2 separate regions of the Triticum aestivum genome follow, and region 2 is linked to region 1. The links are chromatin contacts, called in public Hi-C maps. All regions are on one chromosome and are shown on one strand. The core of a region is the stretch at or near the end of the contact, and the rest is flanking DNA. Distances in the headings are between cores, read along the strand shown. Region 1 holds the start of LOC123096082 (probable E3 ubiquitin-protein ligase ARI1). Region 2 holds the start of LOC123096085 (exocyst complex component SEC3A).

Region 1 (5,480 bases), core at 1,642-4,141:
GAGATGAAACGGAAAAAAAATGCTTATTTAACAAGTAGTACAAAGAATTCAAAGTCACCTCCGAAGCACAAGTTTGAAAACCGGGATTAGCGAAGGGAGAAGTTCAATGCATAAACTTCGTATCCTCCTTTTGGGCCGCCAATTTATCATGGATACCTCATCATGGATACCTCATTATGCCATATTTATCGATATTCATCATGGGACATGTAGGATTCAAGGCCACATTCTCTTCCACATTTTAGATATCTCAACTAGATTTTGCAACTCCAATAAGATCAACACTTGAGAAACAATCACATGTCAAATACCATTTCAATCAAAAAGAATTGCTCTGGAGCTCCAGGAAGAAGAAAGAGGTGATCAAACAAGTTTATCAGATAAAAAAGATAGTCATAAGAGTGCTACTTCATATTTGTTTTAAAATGATAAAATTCAATCAAGGTGGTGGCATTTGCTACTAAAAGTAAAGAGGCGAAGCAATCAACCGTTGAAGATCAGAGTGCCAAATCAGCCAAAGGAACTTGAAAGTGGCAAAGATCAAGGAAGAATTGCCAATGTTTCAAACAAGATTATATCCGGGACGCCCATTTGACTTATCAGTTTGACAAAAATAAGAAATTACAAAGGCTAATGCCCAAGAACTGAAAAGAAAGAACATGACATGAGTTCACAAACAAAGCTGACAGGGCAAGAATAATGTCGAGCCTTTTGCTACAAAAGGGTAACATAAGGGTATACATAGAAGAATGAAGTGTATAAGCCGTTAAGCCGAAGGTTTGCATCCACTCATCAAAATATTTGACGGTGAAGTTGGGACTGTGACGACCACGTGCTACAGCCACAACGGTCACGAGCTACAATGGCGGCAAGGGAATGTTGCAATAGCAGACAACCGCGGCGACCACTTTGCTACAATTGCATTCCCCGGATTTTGCGAACCGTTCGCTATAAGCCCTAGGTGTTGGAACCGGTCGGACGCGATGCGGCAACCATGGCCACAGTGCGTTGGAATCTGTCGATCATGATGTTGCGTGCGACACATCATGGAGTGATGAGTGGCACACCATTGAGCGACACCGTGTGCAGCATCGCAGCGGCACCAGAGGCGGTGCAACGTGTGGTGGGACTGCAAACTTCGAGCGGGGACACGATGACGGCTACGGGGACCGGCCATCGGTGGCCTTGGCGATGCGCACTTAGAGACACGAGGGAGTCCAGTCAGGGCGCCCCTATATCTTGTGTTCAGCGAGCTAGTAGGAACCATCGCTGAAGGGTGCACGAGTTGGGCCGGCCCAGGCGTGTGGGAACAAGTGCCTCATTTTTTTCTTCACATTTTTGTTTTTGTTTTTTGTTCTTTTACTTTTGTTTACACTCCTAAATATTCTAAATAAATATATTAAAAAAACACTCTACATAAAACATTTTAAAAGTTCTGACCACACATTTGAAAAATATTAAATGCACATAGAGAAAATATTTATGATGTGTACGAAAAATGTACAAAAGTAAAATAAAATGTGTATGAAACAATTTTATCATATATTTTAAAAATGTTAAACAAGCATTTGAAAAAAATGTTGACCAAGTGTTTAAAAAATGTTAATTAAACATTTGGGAAATGTTAAATGTGTATAGGGAAATATTGACCATGTATTAAACAATAATGGAAAATTTTGGTCATGTATATAAAAATGTTAATCAAGCATATGAAAAAATGTCGAATAAGTATTTGAAAACATCTTAATCAAGCATTTACTTTTTTAATGTGTTTATAGAAAACCATGTATTGAAAATTGATGGAAAATTTTGATCATGTATATAAAAATGTTAATCAAGCATTTAAAAAATGTTAAACAAATATTTAAAAAATATTAACCAAGCATTTGAAAAAGTTAGATGTGTTTAGAGAAAATGTTGACCTCGTGTTAATTTAAAAATGTTAATCAAGAATTTAAAAAGTTTAAAAGTGTGTATAGAAAAAAGATTGATCATGTATTAAAAAATTAATCTTGTATTCGAAAAATGTTAATCAAGCATTTGACAAAATGTTTAAAATATGTATAGAAAATATGTTGACCATGTATAAAAAATGTTAAATGTGTATACAAAAATGTTAAACATATATTAAAAAATGTTGTTGACATATACAAAACATGTAGAATGAAAACCAAGAGAAACAAAGAAAAAAATGGAAACCGAAAAAGAAACAAAATAAACCAAAGAAAAAAGAAAATAAAAACAAAGAAACAAATGCAAAAATAATGAAAAAAGAGAGAAGAAAACGGAAAAGCAAAAGAAGACCCCCCCCCCCCCCCCCCCCGGGCGAGAATAACGGCTTGACTCGCTTCAAGTAGGTCGCGCCTTTTAACTTATCACGAATGGTAGGCAGGCACGGTGGCTAGTAGCGCTGGCTATCTTCGCGGTGACCAGGGATCGACCCCTCACAAAAATGGGCCGGTTTAGTAACAACCACGAAAACCTCAAGGCAAGACTTTCTACAGACTCGCTTAATGCGAGATATAGTCGCCGCGGTTCAATCGCTTGGGGAGCACGTCAATCAATCAGACCATTAGAATATTCGCAAAAATATAAAATCAGACCATTAGAAGGGGCCAGATCGTGTGGCTGGAGAGGCCACCGATCTGATCTGCCACCTATCCACCGGCGCCTAGCGTCAGCCCACAAAAAGCAACAAAGAAAAGGAGTACTTTTTTGAGAGAGAGAGAAAGAAAAAGGAAAGGAAAACCTTTGTTTTCAGCCGGATGATTTCTTCCGCGCGTAAACCGCTCCCTTCGCTTGACACGCGTCACGCTGGGCCCCACACACCGTTCTCTCCACTTCTCCTTATCCTTTCACATGAGCCACACATTTTCCTTCTCTGCTTCATCCCCTACCTCCCTCCGCTCGTGCATCTCGCACCCAACGCTTCTTCGTTCTGGCAGCTTGTCTCTCATCGTCGCACCGATGCTCGTGGATCTTGCTGCTGCAGTGAAGCCGCCGGCGCTGCGTCAGGTGCTTCATCCCCTACCTCCCTCCGCTCATTCATCTCGTACCCAGCGCTTCTCCGCTCCGGCAGCTCGCGTCTCGCCGTCGTACCGATACTTGTGGATCTCACTGCTGCAGAGGGGAGCGCTGCAGTGAAGCCGCCGGCGCAGCGTCAGGTGCTGCGATGGTGCACGGCCGCGCCGACGGTGGCGCTGCAGTGAAGCTTGCGGCGGTCGTCGGGGTGTTGCGGCGGAGCATCGCCACACCAGCGGTGGCACTGCAGTGAAGCATGCGGCGGTCGTGGCGGCGGTCACGGCGGCGCTACAATGAAGCACGCGGCGGTCGTCGGGGTGCTGCCATGAAGCACGGCTGCGCCGGCGGTGACGCTGCGATGAAGCAGACGACGGGCGTCGGGGTGTTGCGACGGAGCATTGTCGCGCCGGCGGTGGTGCTCCAATGAAGCAGTGCGGCGGCTACCGGGCTGTTGCGATGGATCACCGCCGCGCTGTTGTGGTGCTCTAGTGAAGCATCGCCGGCGCTCGTCTGTGGAGCATCTCTGCGCTAGCAGCGAGGGGACGCAGTTCCTGCTACGAGCCGGGGTGGTGCTGCTTCCCCACGACGACGTGATTGTGTTTCTTCACTGCGGTTGCAATGAGAGGAGAAGGACCATGCTAATGCGTTGACCGGTCCAACAGCTATGAGGGGATGGATCCAACGACTCAACACCAGATCGGACGGCTAGTTAGCCGGATGATTTTCTAGCAAATCATCCGGCTGATTCGTAGCAGCCGCCAAAGAAAAAGGAGTACTTACTAGTACGTAATTTTGTGACCGGAGCGAACGAGGATCTTGAACACAACGGCATCCGCACGAGGCGACGCCCGCCGAGCGCCCAGCGGAGTCCTAATCCAAGCAAAATCTATATGTTGCCGATCAGATCATCGCGCTAAGCCCGCGGCCTCCAAACCCTCGCCAGCCAAGCTCCGCCTCGCCTCGCCTCGCCGCCATCCCCGCGCGCCCCGTTGACGAATCCAAAACCCCTCGGCGCCGGCGGCGGGCTCGCCCGCCATGGCCAGCGACGACGATTGCTACGACTACGAGTATGACTACGACGAAGACGAGGAGGAGGAGGAGGAGGCTATGGAGGCCGACGAGGACGGCCTGTTCGAGGACGACACGCCGATGCCGGATCGCCCCGCCGATTGCTGGGTAAGTAAGCCCATCGACCAACGCCGCCCATTGCGCCCTCGGTTACTGCCCGATTGAATCTTTACCGAATCGATCCAAGAGAAGAAGAAAATCGAAGGCGAACAAATTAGGGTCCTGGGGTTTGCGCGGAATCTCTGTTTTATTACCTAATCGGTGGGGTTAATGTTGAGGCTTCCATAAACTCTTGCCAGATCGGCTTCCGATGGGGGATTGTGGTATGGTTTTATTGCGCCCACTGGTTTCTGAATTCAAATGCGATGCAGGTTTATTTACTGATAAAAGTGGAGGGCATCGTTAACGACAATATACTAATAGATGGTTTGATTTTTAGTCTTGGCAGTAAGATATTTAGTTCAGCACAATTTTCATCTATTCGCTCTCGCTGTCAAGGTATTTTCAAAGGAATTTGGATTTCAAAATAGTCCACATAGTTTCTTTTCTTCTTATAGAAGCCCTTTGGATCACATGAATCCTACTGTATAATATCCCGGCAAATGGCTCGACAGAAATTTTGGAGAAATCATAAAACGAGCTTTCACTCGAGCAGACTCCCTCTGTGTCTTGCATGGGCTCTCTTTCTTATCAGTGTAAAATTTGATTGGACAATACAGAAATTCTCCTTGACGCTGATTGACGGATTGCTGTGGTTGCAATAACCTAGTCTTAAGTTTTCAACACTCATTTTTTCCCGAGTGGTTTGCTTTAGTTGGATTAGCTAATATTTATTCTGCTGTTTTACTGTAAATCAGAAGATGCACTACTGAACTACTCTTCCATCTGTTATTGCAGGCAATTACACAAGAGTCTCTTTCCACTGCACAGGTAACTAGAGTCACTATACTAGGCACTGCTTGGAGTTCAGATTATACGTGTCTCCCAACTGTGATCAGAGGAGTAATGTACAATATTCTCTTTGGTTCTCTACCTACAGCAACAAGATCTATCCATGGTAATGAACTTGCTCAACGTCAAGCAGCACAACGCTCGTGCTCTCCTCATCCACCATCGGTGGAAGATAGACTGCATCTACGACCACCTCGACAGGAAGGGGCGAGACCGCATGTTCAGAGAGGCAGGCATCGTGCTTCAGGAGAATATCAACGGCAAGGCGCTGCCCTCAAGAGTGGTGAACTGCATGGTGTGCTTTGATGAATTCTCTGTGGGTGCCGTCTCCATCATGGAATGTGGCCATTATTTCTGCAATGACTGTGAGTTTTCCCCTTCACAATGTTTTATCTTGTATCTTTACAGTTTAACTTACTAAGAATCTTTTGCTAGTATTT
Region 2 (5,885 bases), core at 3,362-5,861, 320 kb before region 1:
ACATGCAAAAAATCCTTTGAAGAACTCAACATGACAATAGAAAGCAAAGCAGCCACTACATGTGTGCAGTTAACTTTTCTTGTACATATGTTGGGCAAATACAGCGCAGAAAAGATACAAAAAGTTTTTGCAAAAAAAAAAACAAAGGAGAGTAGACAGCATGTAAGAGAACATTATTACTCCCTCCATCCACATATATAGGGCCTATATACATTTTTTAAGGTCACCTTTGACCATGGGTTAGCACAATAATATATGGCATGCATGTTGCACAAAGCATACCATCGAATTCGTATGTGAAAGGAGTTTCTAATGATATAATTTTGTATCATACTCCCTCCGTTCCTAAATATTTGTCTTTCTAGAGATTTCAACAAGTGACTACATACAGAGCAAAATGAGTGAATCTACACTCTAATATATGTCTATATACATCCGTATGTGGTAGTCCATTTGAAATCTCTAAAAAGACAAATATTTAGGAACGGAGGGAGTATATCTCATATACTAATAATTTTATCATTGGTCAAAGGCTACCTCGAAAAATGTATTAGGCCCTATATATATGGATGGAGGGAGTATCATTTTGCTAATTGTATAGACTTCAAAAAATGTGTAAAAAAAGGAAGGAAAACAGGCTAACCAAAAGTAGCTGATCTAACACCACAAAGCAGACTTTCTAGGGAACAACCTGTCATCAATGTTTCGCATGGTCCATTGTGGAGGAGCAACAGTCTGACTCCTAAGGTTATCAAACCCCTGCAGTGCAGTTTATTAAATGGTTAGAAGTGGATATAACAATTAACAAATAGCTTCTTTAACTACTGCACAGAAGAAGAACGCAAGGGGAACTATACCAGAACAAATGTGCAACCACTAGGGTCACTTGAAATAACCTCAACCTTTGTAAGATGTTTCAACTTGTAAAGTTTAGCTGGCTGAAACGAAAGGATCAGGTTAAGTTTCTAACAGGAGACTGAAAAGCAGAGGAAAAGTACCACAGAACGTAGTGAAAATCCTTTATCTGAACGGTTGACGATGCATATAAAATTCAGATAGTGGGGATGTTATGCAGACATGATGATTCATGAGGTAGACAATGATCGAAATATAGAAGTGCATATGCAGCATTAGCCAATAAAACTACACAAATCCAAACAGTTTTTTCATCTGGTTGACAACCGCATATCTACGTAGGTGAAAGCTTTAACATAATTAATGCCACTAGACAAGCCAATGTTGTAACTCCTGCTACAAACTGGAGAAGTATTAACAGGGAAGATTTTACAGTATATAGGAAACAAACCTCGAGTACTGCCCCTGATGAATATTTCAATACTCGGAGAAAAGCTTTATCTGCCTCGCCTTTTGACGAATGTTTAGCTGCATGAAGTTAATACTGTTTAGCACATGCTGTAACATCTTGTATAATAGAACAGTTATTGTCTAATAGTTTCCTAGCACAGAACAATTGAGCCATAATAGATTGTCATCCAAGCTACAGCAGGTAAATAAAAATATTAAATCTTCACCATTGAAGAAGCTAATGATGTATCTTTGTGTACATATCGTTTGGGTGGGCAATGGTGACTGAAATACAACTATAATTGACTAGGTTTTTTTGCGGGAAAACTTTCGATCAATTCATCTTCAATCATGACAGTACAGCGAACACCAGAAATAATAAAAAATACATCCAGATCTGTAGACCACCTAGCGACAACTATAGGCACTGAAGCGAGCCGAAGGCACGCCGCCGTCATCGCCCCTCCCTCGCCGGAGCCGGGCAAAATTTGTTGTAGTAGACAGTCGGGAAGTCGTTGTGCTAGGGCCCCATAGGACCAGCGCACCAGAACAGCAACCGCCGCCGTGCATAGATCGGAAGGATCCAACCCGAAGACACACACACGTAGACGAACTACAACCAGATCGAGCAAATCCACCAAGGACAGATCCGCCGGAGACACACCTCCACACGCCCACCAACAGTGCTAGACACACCACCAGGACGGGGCCTAGGCGGGGAGAACCTTATTCCATCTTCAGGGAGCCCCGCCGCCATCTCGTATTCCTGAGCAAGACACAAACCCTAACAAAACTCGAAGGAACGTCTAAAAATGAAGCCCTCCTGCCGGCAAGGGCCGGGGTCCACCGAGCCGCCATGCCCTAAGGCCACCGGAGACGAGGAGGACCGACGCCAGTGCCGGCGGGAGGCAGAGGAACCCTAGGCTTTTTTGTGACTCTCGAGTTTGTTATTGCTTTCTCTATGGCGTCTTGAAGACGAACATATCTAACTATAATTGACTGTAGTTAACCAGGGAGGAAAGGATTAACTCTCAAAAGAAAATTCATTCCACTTAGATTATGTTCCTCAATCCATCCAATTAATCAGTGTTGCAGCGAACCTCTCCTTGCACCAACAATTGAGTAGCAACAAAGGGCGTAGTGCACCAAGCAGAAACTGGACCAATCCAAGAAAATTTGAGCACTCATAGTGTGCTTCGGACAAAAAAGGAGAAGACATTACCACTGGGATCAGAGTCATCTAGATCATCGTCTCCCTTCAAACAGTTACAGATAAGAAATTCCTGAGTAGGCTATGGATTTACATATTGGAATTGACAATCCCAAAATAAAATTTTGTCAACCCAGCAAGCATAAATGTAAACTCTACTGGCAATCCTACAAGCAGCCCAGCAATCTCTGCTAAAAGATCAACACATAAACTATGTGAAAAAACATATCCCGGCTCCTTGAGTTACATGCACAAATTTTCAAGGCCTGTTTGGGGACGTCCTATGTTAGCGTTCATCCATGGGAAAACTACAGATTGCTGAAAGACACTGCCTGGTTAACCTGAACTGGAGAACTCCTGGGTCGATTAAGTACATCCACAGGGAGAAAATAAGTACCTCCTAAGTCCTAAACCATTTGTCCTTTGACAAGTTATGGCGGTCTCTCTCCAACAGCGCGACACATGAGGTGCACAAGGCCTAGTTGATGACAAATCAACAAATTTACTGATGCAATCCAATCCCATGCATCCTAAGACCAACGATGGCATGTACTACTCCAATGCCATGGTCTCACACAAATTTCATGCTTTGCTTTTTGTTTCGTGGCTTTATGGACGGATACACTTCATCCACGCGTTGTGAGTTTGATCCCAATATAGAACTTTTCTATTGGATTGCTTCCATGGATTGACTTAGAAGTTTTCTTCTAAATTTTCCTTTCTTTCCTTTCTGCTAGGTCAGTTTGACCTCTCCGTTCACTTAGTTTTCTGCTCATGGCCATTCTGTTCCTTCTTACTGCACATTCCAAATGATCGAGATTTTTGCAAGTTGAGTGCAAAAACTTGCTTATTTCTGTTGCAGAGCAGGCAGCAGCAGTGCCCATGCGGCAGCACGGTGGGATGGGATCAGATGGCCTTGGATGAATTTGTGTACTGATTCGCTCGAGGCTTGTGCACCTGATAGGCTGCGCCCTACAATGATGGCCCTCATGAGTTGTGAATGCTCATTGTCATCTCTGATCAACCGCATCACAAGGATATACCCAATTAGCTCTAGCACCTCGCTCGGTCAACTCTAGCTATAGGTCACCTGCTCCATTGCTAAGTTGTGCAAACGATCCATGCATTAGGTCTCCAGGTGCCATATTTGCACTTCACTGATCTCAGCTCTGCATGGTGAGAGCTCTAGCTGACAAGTTACCGTATTTATGCACCCTGGATGGATCCGGCTAGTGAATGTAGGCTACTTTCAACATCGGCTGCAGCTCTAGCTTCCGTATTTATTTTTCAAATTGTGCACCCTTGCAGCATGTAGTGATATTTAGTTTAGGTTTGCAGCGCCACATGCAAGAAAGTTCACTGATTTTGGACATTCAGAGATAACCGCGTGAAACAAGTGAAGAAAATGGATCTGCCGATTCAGCTAAAAACCAGCGGACGTGTAGTGACCTGGTCAACCAAACCAACCCAGCTACGATCATCAGTTGGATCCAAGCTACCGAGATCCCAACTCTCGCATGCCGAACCATAACAACGGTCTCATGGGTCATCAGTTGAGAAGAACAAGATTCGGCTGCAAACAACTCCCTGGGTGAAGCAGCAAGCAAAGGCTCTCCAGTCAACGAAACCAGCACCGAACTAGCCGCCTGGAGGCTGCCCCAACCAGGTCAAACCCTCGCCGCAGCAGCGCAGAACAAGCAAAATCGAAGCAGCGATATATAGTAAGCTGCACGGCAGCCACTACGCGGGGGGAGAGGAGGGGAGGGAGAGGGAGGAGGAAGCACTGACTGGTGAGCGCGAGGACGCGGGGCTTGGCGAGGCGGCCGAGCTTCTCGAAGATGCCGCGGCCCTTGGCGACGCGGATGGAGAAGGACACCTCCTCGCCGCGCGCGCCGGAGGCCGCCACGGCGGCCGCGCAGGCCCGGCGCAGCTCCGCGTCGTCCGCGCTGGACTTGGCCATTCGCGCGCCTCTCGCCGGCGCCTGGCTCCCGGCGATCTGGGAGAGGGAGGGGGGCTTGACGCGGTGGTGGGGGGAGAGGAGGGGAGAGGTTGGTGATGGGCACCGTGCTGCTGCGCTGGTGTCGCCTCGGAGTGATTATTGGTCAACAATCATTTTCTGGTGGTTGTTTTGGGTTTTTATTACGGTTTACATACATTTCGCTTTGGGGTTTGGACAGAGAGGAGCGGGCGAGGCGGGTCGGAATTGGGTTTGGTTGATTGACTTGGTGGGACTTGCGGTGGAACCGGGCAGCCCCGACGCTCGGTCTCCGGTCCGGCACCAGGCTCTCGGGTCGGAAGTCCCTGATAATCAGCGAACTGGCCATAATTAAGCATAATAACATATTTTTTTTCTACTTTTTTCAGAGTTTCCCTTTTTCGGCAGCGCTACGCGTAAAGATCCGTCGCATCGCGAACCACTGGATTCAACATGGGATAGCCCTCGGATCCAGCTCCTAGCTTTGCAACAAGGATGATGTCGCGCTTCGGATGTTCGCAACAGAGTTCGAGTTGCGGAACTTTTGCAACAGAGGTTTTGTTGTAGTTTTTCTTTTTCTATTTTGCAACCGAGGTAATGTTGCAGATTTATTTTGGGCAGTGCTACGCGTCCGTGGATCTGCATCATCAAGTGGCCGAGCGGCGCTCCCCACCTTTGCAACAAAGTTTAAGTTGCAGAAACTTTTTGCGACAGATCATGTTGCGAAAAACTTTATACCAGGAGTTATGTTTTAGAAATCTTTTGCAACAGGAGTTATGTTTCAGAAACTTTTGCAATAGAGTTCATGTTGCAGAAAAATCGTCTCGCTCGCATCGTTGCACCGTCGTGTTTTCGTTGTAACATTCCCCATGTTTCGGAAACATAGACGATGTTACAATCCGAGACTTCATCGATCTGATCTTTTGCAACAACAGAGCTCGTAGCGTCGGTGGTGGGCGGCGGCCGCCGCCGTTTTTTCACCACCGCCATCCAACCCCCTGAGCCCCTGCAGTAGGCGAAAGGATGTGGTTTCTGGCTGGAGGAGCAATTGTATTGCCATGGCTGGGAGCTTGAGATGGATAGCACGTGCTAGGAGAAAGGATGAGCAGTCGGTGCTTGTGAGGATAAGGATGCATTGTTACTTGCTGGTGTTTCCGGAGAGAGAGGGCGTGGGACCAAGAGAGAGCGACAGGCATCCATGTGTCGTGGTGTTCTCAGGGGGGGGGGGTTGCGAGGCGACAGATGCCACAAGGGCTTAGTGTGAGGGTAAGACTGCTGCTGATAGGACCGGGAGCGGGTATGCGAGTAGCACGCGCTAGTTTACCCAGGTTCGGGGCTCTCCGAAGAGATAATACCCCTACTCCTGCATGTCTGAGTATATCTGGTATATCTGGT

What was found. A called contact is a pair of places that touch in the nucleus more often than the background predicts.
Region 2: a contact with region 1 is called in a Hi-C map of leaf, with 6 times the contacts expected there. The contact joins the promoter of LOC123096085 here to the promoter of LOC123096082 in region 1. A contact is called at or near these places in 2 of 5 Hi-C or Micro-C datasets (both in leaf).

Annotation. Positions count from the first base shown.
Region 1 is chr4D:46,251,625-46,257,104 of IWGSC CS RefSeq v2.1, reverse strand. LOC123096082 (probable E3 ubiquitin-protein ligase ARI1) reads left to right here and starts at 2,891. Exons shown (of 5, transcript XM_044517682.1): 1 at 2,891-3,015; 2 at 4,987-5,019; 3 at 5,129-5,405. The coding sequence starts at 2,968.
Region 2 is chr4D:46,571,157-46,577,041 of IWGSC CS RefSeq v2.1, reverse strand. LOC123096085 (exocyst complex component SEC3A) reads right to left here and starts at 4,611. Exons shown (of 25, transcript XM_044517684.1): 1 at 4,304-4,611; 2 at 1,307-1,383; 3 at 858-938; 4 at 692-759. The coding sequence starts at 4,475.